2 separate regions of the Gossypium arboreum genome follow, and region 1 is linked to region 2. A link is a contact called in public Hi-C data. All regions are on one chromosome and are shown on one strand. Each heading gives the region's core, a stretch centred on a gene start, on an enhancer-like site or on the middle of the called end of the contact. The rest is flanking DNA. Distances are from core to core; before and after follow the strand shown.

What was found. Hi-C and Micro-C count contacts between places; a contact is called where the count stands out from the background.
Region 1: a Hi-C map of leaf shows a contact between it and region 2, with 4 times the contacts expected there. The contact joins the promoter of LOC108458347 here to the promoter of LOC108483037 in region 2. A contact is called at or near these places in 3 of 5 Hi-C or Micro-C datasets (all in leaf).

The regions. Positions count from the first base shown.
Region 1 is chr7:100,103,701-100,109,621 of ASM2569848v2, forward strand. It overlaps LOC108458347, which reads right to left and starts at 4,462. Exons shown (of 14, transcript XM_053031140.1): 1 at 4,271-4,462; 2 at 4,001-4,096; 3 at 3,788-3,854; 4 at 3,586-3,696; 5 at 3,079-3,274; 6 at 2,495-2,580; 7 at 2,100-2,295; 8 at 1,325-1,436; 9 at 495-622; 10 at 113-319; 11 at 1-17. The coding sequence starts at 4,091.
Region 2 is chr7:99,963,936-99,969,674 of ASM2569848v2, forward strand. LOC108483037 reads right to left here and starts at 2,474. Exons shown (of 1, transcript XM_017786219.2): 1 at 1,230-2,474. The coding sequence starts at 2,293. The coding sequence ends at 1,472.

The DNA.
Region 1 (5,921 bases), core at 3,212-5,711, 140 kb after region 2:
GATAGATCAGCTGTATTCTGCCAAATAGCATCAATTAAGCGAACTAAGAATTAGTACAAGCTTCTTTTCCTGGAAAGGAACGCATGCCAAAAACAGATATCCCCTTCCTCACCTGTAATAAAAGATCATATAAGCGGACCAACTCCTCAGGCTTGGTGACTTTCTCGTTTTTGTCATCACGACGTCTTGTAAGTTTGCTCTTTGCAATGCTAACCAACAACTGATTGCGCTCAATTGTTCGTTGACCTAGAACAGCACTAACAGCCTTATCCAGACCATTTAAGTCATCTTTCACATTTTCAGCACTACCTGCACTGGCCTAGAGTGTATGCTAAATCATCAACATCAGCCTCAAAGAAGTGATTTGGAAATCAAGAGTTTGGAAATAATTGCAACTTTTAAATCCTACTAAGAAATAGTACTAAGGAAAAAAGAAATGAGAAGTACACAATTTCTACGGAAAGAAAGCAACACTACAAATTAACACTTCATACCAAGTCACTCCGGATACAGCTCCTAGCTTCATGATATGCTGTAAAAACTTTATCAAAAGTTACTAGTCTTTTCTCAGCTGAGAGTGAATCGGCTAAAGGGCCATGTAAATCTTTTTCCAGTTCTTGGGCTGCAGATTTTGCACACAGGAAAAGTATAAATTTAGGCCATATGTCCTCTTAACCAACTTGAAGGGTCACAAGGATAACCAGAAAACAAGAATAAAAAAGTTTCAACCACACAGGTGCTTTTTTCACATCTACAATTAATGAAAAAAACATGATTTGTGACACTGAATTCAACTGAAGCTAGAAATTTTTACTGCTAGAATTGGCTACATCTTAAATCTAGCAGACAAAGAAGAGAGAAGCAGAAAGGAGTGCAGCACAGAAATTTGAAAGCTAGCTTCAACTGCAATTTAAGTCTGGTTTAGGTGCTAGGATGAGTCATTAAAGCAATGAGCTAAAAAATTGAAAAATAAAATGCAAAAAAAAAATTATTAAGAGCAAATACTGACTCTAAGTGCCAATAAAATGAAAGCTTAATATATTGACTATGTTCAAATTTGGCATTTAATGGATCTCGGGTGAAGAAGAGAGGACTAAGGAAGGTGAATATTTTTGTTTTCATCTGAAACAGAAGATATTTGACAATCAAAACCACACCCATAATTCTTCAGTTGTCAGTAGTTTATGCATAATTTAAGAAAATATATAGGTCAATCATAGATTACCATAACAACTTCCAAGTGGTTTTCAGTCTTGATTTTTAATATGAGCCATAAACACGCTAACCTCATTACTGACATTCACAGGAAAAGCTAATGGCAAACCTTTCAAAATAGCAACCCGAGTTTTTGCATTAGTAATTGGGAATCTATTGCCAAGCCAATGAAACTCTGTCAGAGATGCAGCCTGTTGTGATCTTGCCTCCGCCATAACGGCCTGCAAATCAGGATAGTATAAGACATCAATGTAACCAACAAAACCATCTGCAGAATAAAGAGAAAGGACAAAAGTTATTATCCCCCTCCCTCTCCCTTTCCTGCACAGTTATCTGATGAGCTCTTAGGACGAGCACAACCAATTCCAACAGATATAATACAAATGGGCATTCTTCTAAGAAAAGAAATTATCATTTATACAAACTTTGAGGAGTGCATAACTAATTTGTCGTAAAAAGCAGCCAAAGGTTTTCGACCATAGATGAAAATGTTTGCAGACAAAAGATCAGCTTGAAGTTTGAAAAGGATAGTTCAAACATCTTATCAAAATTTCTGAACAAATGATTAGTTTGTTCCAATCGAACGAATATCAAAAGAAATGATGTGTTATAATTCAGAAAGCAACTATCTATTCTCACCACTTCACCTTTGGTAAGGTGGTAAACGGTTGGAACAAGTTCTTGCTAACTTGGAAAGCAAATTTTTAGAAGAATTGATTCATTTACACTATAACAGATTAATTCCTTAGCCAAGCAGGCAGGTAGCAAGTTAGGAGAAAAATAAGCAGTGACTCACTAAAACTTAATACAGGCAGCACTATTCATGGTAAAGAAAATGAAATTACCAATGCCTCATTAATTCCTATTCACAGAAAAGAACTTACCTCTAGCTTTGATTTGAAAAGGTCCGATGCAGGACCTTCCATTTCACCAATCTGTAAAAGTTCAGAAGCTTGCAAATTTGAACCTCCAATTTTGTGAAGGCAGTAGCGAATACTAGGTTCGAGTTCTTCAACCCGTTCACGACACAAGACTTGATTCTCTAAATCTCCATATTTCCCTAGTTCTTCATAAACCGACCTGCAACATAATCAAAGATGTCAGCCTTTTGTGCTAGAACCGACAAAACAACTATTGGGTAAAGTATTACGAAGGATATTGATTTTTTTCCTTTTGACACAGGATAGGAGCATGAGATCAAGCAAAAATATTAGCCATCTACTTGAACATGTTACTTTATTATTTCTATGTCAGGATACTATTGGAGACGAGCACAAACCTGGCACTTTTGAAATTCCTCAATGCAGTGTCCCAATTCCGGTCTTGTTCAAACAACAAATTCCCTTTCATATAGGACGCATAGGCCTAGAAAGAAAAAATCAAAAAAAGATGAACTGCAAAGAATTACAGTCATGCTTCATAAAGAAAACAATACAAAATAACGGCAAACACTGGAGTAAATTAAGGCTCATGGAAACAAAATTGTAAATTTGATTAAGATAAACATAGATTTACAGACATCCCTAGCTTCACTTGTCCACGACAAGTACAAAGTCTATGCTCCAAGCATAGTTAACATCCAGAAATAGCAAACTCAATCAGAAAGCAAAAATTCATTAAGCTCACTGTGATGCTATTGTAAGGCATAAGCAATAATTTACATACTAATTAAAAGCATTTACACCTTTACACAACTCAAAAGACACACCATTTAACCAAAGATAACAAAAGAAAAAAGCAAGAGATTTAAAAGAAATAATGTACGCACGTAACTATTTTATGCTTTTTCATTTCTTCCTTAAGACCCAAAAAAGTGGGTTGAAGATTGTAGATGTACAAATAACAATAAAATTGCAAACCAACCTCAGCTTCTAAAGATGTTCTAGAATCTCCTTTGACAGAACACAAATGTGAAAAGAGATCAGCCCATTTGACTGCCTTGCGTAATCTACCAATCAAATAGATACGCTGGCGTGCATTTGGACCATCTGGAAGCTGTCGTTTCTCCATGGCATGGCTCCAAGCTCTCTCTGCCATATACAGAACCACATGAAGAAACCTATTTCACATCAAATCAAAGTAACACTGTAAGCTTTGAAAAGATATCGTAACTTGAGTACATACAGCATAGACCAACCAATCCCTTGCAATACAAAAAGCTTCTAAAGCAAACAATTTAAAACCAGACATGTTAATGCAAGAAACTCTAAAACATGTTCTAACTATTACTTCACAAGCAACACAACACCAATAATTACCCTCTAACCATGTCTGCACAAACACAAAGAAATAAGCACTTGTAAAGCGAAAATATAAGCAACTTCCATATTGTAAAAAATTGTCAAATTACAGCAAATTAACAAGGCTGACCTCACTTCAGTGACTGTGGACTCCGAAATGGCTTTTCGGGTGTATTTACCACGGCCATGTGTAAACTTCAATGATTTATACAGCCTCCTCAAACGAGCAGTGCAATACCTCCTGCAGTCCCAACATTATTCGTTTAAATATTAACAATGTCCAAATATAAAACATTTCCATAATTTTGTAATCATTTTCAAAGTGAATTTACCGGTAACGAGTGTAATCTCCATGTCGTAATCCATGTTGCATCTGAGCAGACTTAAGAAGTTGCAAAACTGAAAAGGAAGCCAATTTTTTTTATATATAATTTCAAATAAACAAGAAACAAATCAAACAGAACATACAATCTCGCTAACAAATTAGTACAGGTGATGCAATTGTTGAAGTTAAAAATTCTATAAAGAAACATCAAAAAACAAACCATTGATTGAGAATTTAGGGCTGATCTGGTCAGAAATGTTTGAATTTGGATCATCAATTTCCATCGCCGCTGCTTCGTTAACCTTCGCCATAACACCTTCGATAAAAAAAAAAAAAAGACAACAATAAGACTGCATGTGATAACGAAAATGACAGAGGTTTTTGGCAGATTTGTGACAGAAAAAATTCAACCAAAAAATATGAAGGCATTTTACCGGCGAGCAAACCAAGTGTGGAGATCTATAAATTTTGACAGTACCGATGGCGTTACCTTGGATTAATCTAATGGTAATGAAGAATGGCGTTTCACCGTAGACAGCCGTCTGAGATTTGAAGCACCACCAATCTCGATTTCATAGGCCTATGCTGGGCCTCTTTGCAGGGGATTTGATTGGGTCGGGTAATCTTTGTTGAGATTGGGCCTGATTCGAACCGTTTGCTTCGTTACTTTTGCACAGATACGATAGTGCGCGTATGGCAGATAAATATGATGTGGGTTAAATCCATCAAAAGTCCTCAAACTATGACCCTCATATTAAATTAGTCCCAAAAACTTTAGACATTTCAATTGTATCCTCAATTTATTGAGGTTATATCAATTAGGTTCTTTAATTACTAAAATTGTTAAATGACACATTAAATCCTGTGTATTATAATTTGAAAAGAAAGACAAAATAAAAGGTAAAATGTTATTGCATAACTTTTAAAAATAAAAATAAAATAAAACTAGAAAAGAGAGAATTAGGGAATGATGAAGCTTTTGTAAAATGTTTGAAAGCTCGAAAAGAAAATGTTTTTACAAATATTCAAAATGTTTCATGTTTCAAGTCTCAGCTTTTTTTGGGTTGAGAAAATGAACAACTATTAAACTTAAAATAATATACAATATAGCAAAAAAGCCCTGGCCTCAGCCAACAAGAAAGGCTTAATATAATCAGATAGAATTAAACATATGCATAGATTTTCAAAATAATTAAACACAAACGCAAACACATTTGCACTATTGTTTGAGCAAGAAAATAGGATGTTCAATTAAAAAGGGTCTCTAAGATTACTTCAAAGACGAGCAAGACCATCCGCACATTTATTTCCTTACCCGAAAGTATGTATGATTGAGGTGTGCTCAAACTTGGAAAAGAAATTTTCACCATCATTATATCATATCATAATGTTTTACAAATCAGAAAATCATTTAGAAAATATATCAAAGTTTGCACAATAGAATTTCATTTTTTTTAAAATGAACATTTATCATTATATCTAAAGTAAAAAATTTAATCAAATAAGTACATATGTTCCAAGGCATAAGAAGACTGGTGCAAAACTCAAATCCCTTTGGAAAGGTGCTAGCATTTTTTAATCAACTAAAACAAAAGTCTAAAAACTTAAAACATGTAACCAATTGATATTTGGGTAAACTATATGAATAATCATCTAATTATAAAAAAAATTATGGTTAAATATAAAATTAGTACTAAAATTTGTTCACTTTTTCCAAATTAATACTTATAACTTTTTCATATTTCGGATTAATACCTAAACTTTTTTGCACAAGGTGTCCTATTGTACCTAAATTTCTTTTTATTTCCCTCATTTTCTTCCCTTTTTGCTTCTACACTCCTTCATCCCTTCTTTCTTCAGTAAAAACTCATGCCACCAAAACTTTCCCCTTTCAAACTAACCCACAAAGCCCGACTTTTCCGACACCCAAATTTCCATTTTCATTTCTTTTTCTAATTTTTATATGGTTCAAGCTTTTGAATTATCATACAAATAATAGGGCTTTAATAAGCCACATAAAGTTTGAAAAAAAAGGAGAAAAAAATTCATGATGGAGCTCAATCGCTCATCCGCCATAAATTCTTCCTCCTTTTTATCTCAAAAAAAAAAATCGAAAATCAATATAAAATATTAACTTTATA
Region 2 (5,739 bases), core at 1,224-3,723:
AAATCAACTAATAGTTTAATGACCTTAGGTATAATTACCCATATAAGAAACAAAAAATGCATTCATGCATATAGCCCTAAAACAAATCCACTAAAACTGGCTTTGGCAAAGGGACTTGGGATTGAAGATGAACTACCCTAGGTGGAAGAAGCTGCTCCACCTAATTTTTGGCATGATATTATGATGTGTTAAAACTTTTTCTAGTTTTCAATAGCAATTAAATATATTTCTCTTGAATAAAGGTCAACCAAATTAGCTATATGTTTGACAATTTTGTTTCTAGAGGGAACAAATATAGAAACTTCAACAACCGTAGCAAAGAAACATTTATTGCGCCATTGCTTCATTCCAAGCTATTAACCTTCTGAATGAATACGTCACAGTAATCACAATGCATGTTGTCAAGGCTACATGGTGCATTTCTATCCACTAGCAACTTGGTAAATTACATTTTATTCCTTCTACTAAAAAAAAGTAAATTAATCCCTTTACATACGATTGAAGAGTAAATTAATTTTTTCTGTTAATTTTTTATTTATTTATACTGTTAAAAACTGAAGTGATTGACAAAATAATCAACAACAGGCACGTAGCGTGTCTCGTGTACCACATGCTGATGTATATTGACCAATTTTTAACAGTAAAAATGTAGATTTTTTACCAAAAGCATTATTTTATTCTTTGATCTAACATATAAAAATTAATTTACCTATTTCCTGAATGAAAAGAACAAAACGCAGTCCAATTCTTAATACAATAACCTCCAATTACTTTTTAGTTAAGTGCATCAAATGCGCCTTCCCTAAAAGGGTCTAGCCTTCACAACACAAATCACTAGTCTCATAGCTTAAAGAAATAACAATATAGCATCTAATTGTAAAACATATATTCCATTCAATGAGAAAACAATAGGAATATGATTTGAAAATACTTTAATTTTCGTCAAGCACTTTTCTTTAACCAAAATACAAGCTAATATTATCTTGTCTCACTTTCTTTTTTTCTATTAAAATTCTCAACAATAGTTAGCATTAACTTAACAAAAGAGCACCTTAAAAATCTAACCAAAAACCCAGTAAAACTACCATACAAACCCGCTCTTTACATTTGATTAAAGAGTAAATTTATCTCTTCTAGTAAAATTTTCATCAATATTTATTATTAAAAATTAACGTTGTTGATAAAACAACTGGACAATTTTATGTAGCGTGCCACAGAAAAAAGACCAATTTTTTACCTAGAATTGGACAATTTACTCTTTGATATAATATAATATAATGTATAGGGACTAATTTGCTACGAGTGAAAACGTAAAAATACAATACTCCGTCAATGATACTTTTACAAAAAAAAAACCCTAATGATTCTCCTACTTCACTACACCAAATGTTAATGTAAACAGAGAAAGAGGTAATAAAAGCTTTAACTTACATTGCAATGGCGGATAAATATCTCCATCACTACAAAAACGTTATGAAAATCCTTTACTAAGCTTCTGAATAGCACAAAACATTTTCCTTCTAGAACCAACTGCATTTATTCCCATATCTTTCAAATCTTCCAATGTTAACAATGGCAAAACCTCATCATCAACTTCATGGATCTCGAAAAGTGGAGCGTACCTTCCTAAACCCAAATTATTTAGCCATATTCGAACCCCATCTTCATGCACTGGTCTCCTTCTGTGGATACCCAAATTATCCAAACAATGAATTGGACTCTGTTCTTTAATGGGACTCTCTGAATTCTCCATATCGAAACAATCGTTATCTTCACCACCACTGTATTTATCTTCCGTGTTGTTTTCGCCGTTGATATTAGCGTTTCCGCCGCTAGAATTGTCGAATTTAGGAACCCAATTGGATCTGATCCGTTTAATAGCGGGTCCCCGTTTCTTGATATCTTTAACCCTCCAGCCAATTGTGACGCCGTCTAAATTATTATTGTTTTCGTTAGCTTCTCTTTCGTCATCGAAGGTGCCGTTGTTGGTGGTGTCAGCGGCGGCGAGATTGGGAACAGTGCGAGTTTTTGACGATTTAGAATTCAAACCGCCGACTGAGGTGTTTAACGAATGGTGGGGTTGGTTTTTCCATTGCTTAGAGGCGGCAGATACGGCAGAGGGAGCTGTGGGTCTTCGTGTGTGAGAATCATAGGATTGGTCGCCACCGATGTCGCCTAATCGAACGCTGGGACGTCTTTGGCGTTTGGATCCAACGGTGTCGGATGAAACGACGGCGACGGAGGGTGGTACGACGCCGTTTAGCTGGTCATAGGATTGCTGTATATCAGCCATAAGTGGGGGGTTTGGGGGGCAACGGGTGGGAAAGAGAAGCTGAAATACAAGAAAGTGAAGTGGGGAGACACTGTGGAAGTGATGTTTGGGTGAGTAACACGTGTCCTCATTACCTACAAAGGAGAGGACTCTCTGAGTCAGCCCCGTGTTGTTTTTTATTTTCCTTCTCCCTTGCCCTCAATCCTTTTGGAGTTAACAATTATTAGCGTATTTTTGTTATTATTTAATTATAATAATTTTAATTTAGTTATTAATGTCTTAAATATAAATTTTTTGATTATTTATATTTTAGGTTTTTTTTTGTCACTTTTTATTTAATTATTAATTAAAGTGATGATGCGATTTTTTTCTAATCGGTATAATAACACATTTAGTCATCAATACTTACACATTCTATCAAGTTGATCATAATTCTAAATAATTCAATAAATTTAAACATCTACATTTACAAATTTTATCAATTTGATCCTCAAACATATATAATTAAATTTATTTAATTATATACCATTATGAAAACTACATATACGAAACCTTTATCCAATGACATTGTCAAATATGCGTGTTACCTCATAAGATATCATTGACCCCTTTAGGTTAAGTTCATCACCTAATCCGATCCATTTTATCTGATGATCAACATTATATCTTTTGCAATGAAAACGACTATCACTTACAAACAGTAATGATTAGTCATTCATCGTAAACAAATAACCTATGGTCACGCTCTATTTTTATAATTCATACAATACTAGTGAGGATGTCACTCTTTTTTTTAAGTTATGATTCCACTACTGTAAGTGAAATCATGTCATGCACAAGTCATTTGCTCAATATACCAACTTTTGACCCACTACCATGAGAGCATAGGCTTTTAATATATCAAAATGTATCATTTATACACACATGACGATTCACTTACATTGGATTAAGGTAATTAGCACAATGAATGTCATAAGTGAAAAAACCATAAACAGCTCTAGGATAATTCATCTTGGATTTAGTCTAAACAATCACAACTATATTTCTATTTTTAGGAGTCAAATTAGTTTCGATAGCCAAGATGGGCATTTTCCCAATTGTATTTATAGACGACATAATAATCTTATTTAAAATTAAATCATTTTCTCTATAAGATTCTATATACCATGGATAATTTAGATTACTTACTAATAATAGTTATCTTCTCGCATTATAATTGTCTAGATAATCAACTTACTATTAGTTAAACCTTAGGTAACCAATGAGCTATTATTTTCTTATGGATTTTACTTTTTATATAAAAACCATTGCAAACAATCATATAAAAATTAATCAAAAGAACGTGTGTTAATTTCATTTATTCAATCAATTTGGAAAAAAAATATACAAGCAATCATGACGAAATTAAGAGCACAAATCCTAATATTAGCAATAGCTTGTGCCAGTGTCACAGGATTTGCAAAGAAACCCGCGACCAAGGCACACTTTGATGTTCCTTTTTGTTCATTGGGGGTCATTCGGCCCGACTGAATTGACCCATTGCTTGGAAAAGACTCAAAGCCCATCTACTTGGAACCTGGCTAAATTGTAAACATTATATTTTGTCAGGATAATTATTGTAAATCCTAAAGGATAAATGTAACGCCCGAATCCTGACCTTATCGTCGGGTTCGAGCTACGGTGTAACAGCCCAGTTTAGATCCTAGTCGGAATAGTGGTTTCGGGACACAAATTCGAGTCAGAAAAATATTTTAATATTATTTTCTGTGCTTATAATACGCGAATTAATATGTGTGAAAGTTTCATATAAAAATTTGATCGTTTGTGTGCCTAATTTAGAAAAAGGACCTAATCGTGTAAAGTGCAAAAGTGACTTGCTATTTGTTAAAGTACTAAACTGCTAAAATATCATTTACATGGTGAGTGGACATTAATGGCCTTAATGTTAATCTTTTATATGTTTCTTAATCATGGATAAAATGGTAATTGATGTATTATTATGTATTAATTAAAAAAAACAAAAATGTGGCCATTTTGTTCATCTTTTCATACCGAAAATATAAGAAAAGAAAGGGTTTAATCTGTTTTCAATGATTTCTATGTTTTTGTGATTATTGCTTAGTGTTCTATCTAGCCCATGTATCAATTTCTAGAACCGATGATGATTTTGAGTTATACCATTGATGAAATTGTGAGTTTTGTAATGTTAATTGATGAATTATGGAAGCTTGATGATAGATAAATATGTTTTGTATTGGGATTTTTGATGAATTTGATTATTATGGGCTAAATTGTGAAAATGAGATTTTGAGGGACTAAAATGTGAAATAAATAAAATATATGGGCTTATATGGGCTAGAGGAAAATTTGGCCTAGCATGTGTAACATGAAATTATGTGTATTTTGTGATTCTATGAATTAGGGACTAAAGTGTCAAAAAGTAAAAAGTGAAAATGTGAGGGCTAATTTGTAAAATGCCCTAAATATGTACATATGGATTGAATTGAATGGTTTGTCAAATAAAATAGTTAAATTTGAATGTGTATAGATCAAGAACCAAAGAAAATGAAATTAGATCGGGAAAAGTTGAAAGTAGTTGAATAGTCGTTCGTTTCCGTTCATTCCTGTACAAGGTAAGTCGATATACAAATAAATGTGTTTGAATTGAATTATTATTGCTTATATGTTAAATGAATAGTGAAGAATGGCTATTTGAGTTGAAAATGAGAAATCCGAGAAAGTTCCGATAATGTGACGACGTTTGAAAAGTCCCGTATGAAGCATAGGAATAGTTAGGATACATATGTCATGACATAGGATTTCGATGTGTGATTTCGTGTAAGACCACATCTGAGACGTTGACATCGATTTGAGGTCTACATGTAAGACCATGTCTGGGGCATCGGCATCGTATTTGATTTTGTGTAAGACCCTGTCTGGAACAGTGGCATCGATATTTAATTACATGTAAGACCACGTCTGGGATGTTGGCATTGTATGAGCTTTTCGAGCTATCCACGTATCCTATTTGATTCTGTACGGTTCAACGGGCATTTCGAGAAACGAATGACTATGTGAATGTGTATCCAATTCAGGTACGTTTGAAATATATATCATGTTTGAGAAAAAAGGTAAGTATATGTACATTTGTGGACATATGATATATGTGTGAATTATTATGAGAATGAAATGTGTTATATGTAAGTGAATTATGATCAAATGAGCTATATAAGACATATTAATATGTGATTGTATTTTTCCATGAGCTATATGAATGAATTGGTTTAGAAATGTGTTATGAGATAAGTTTATTTGTATATAGCTTACTAAGCTTTTAAAAGCTTACTCTGTGTATGTTTACAATTGTTTTTTAGATATTGAAGCTATCGGGAGCTCGGGGATCATCGAGGATCATCACCATACTATCGAACTCTATTTTGATACCTTTTGAAAATGTGAATATTAAA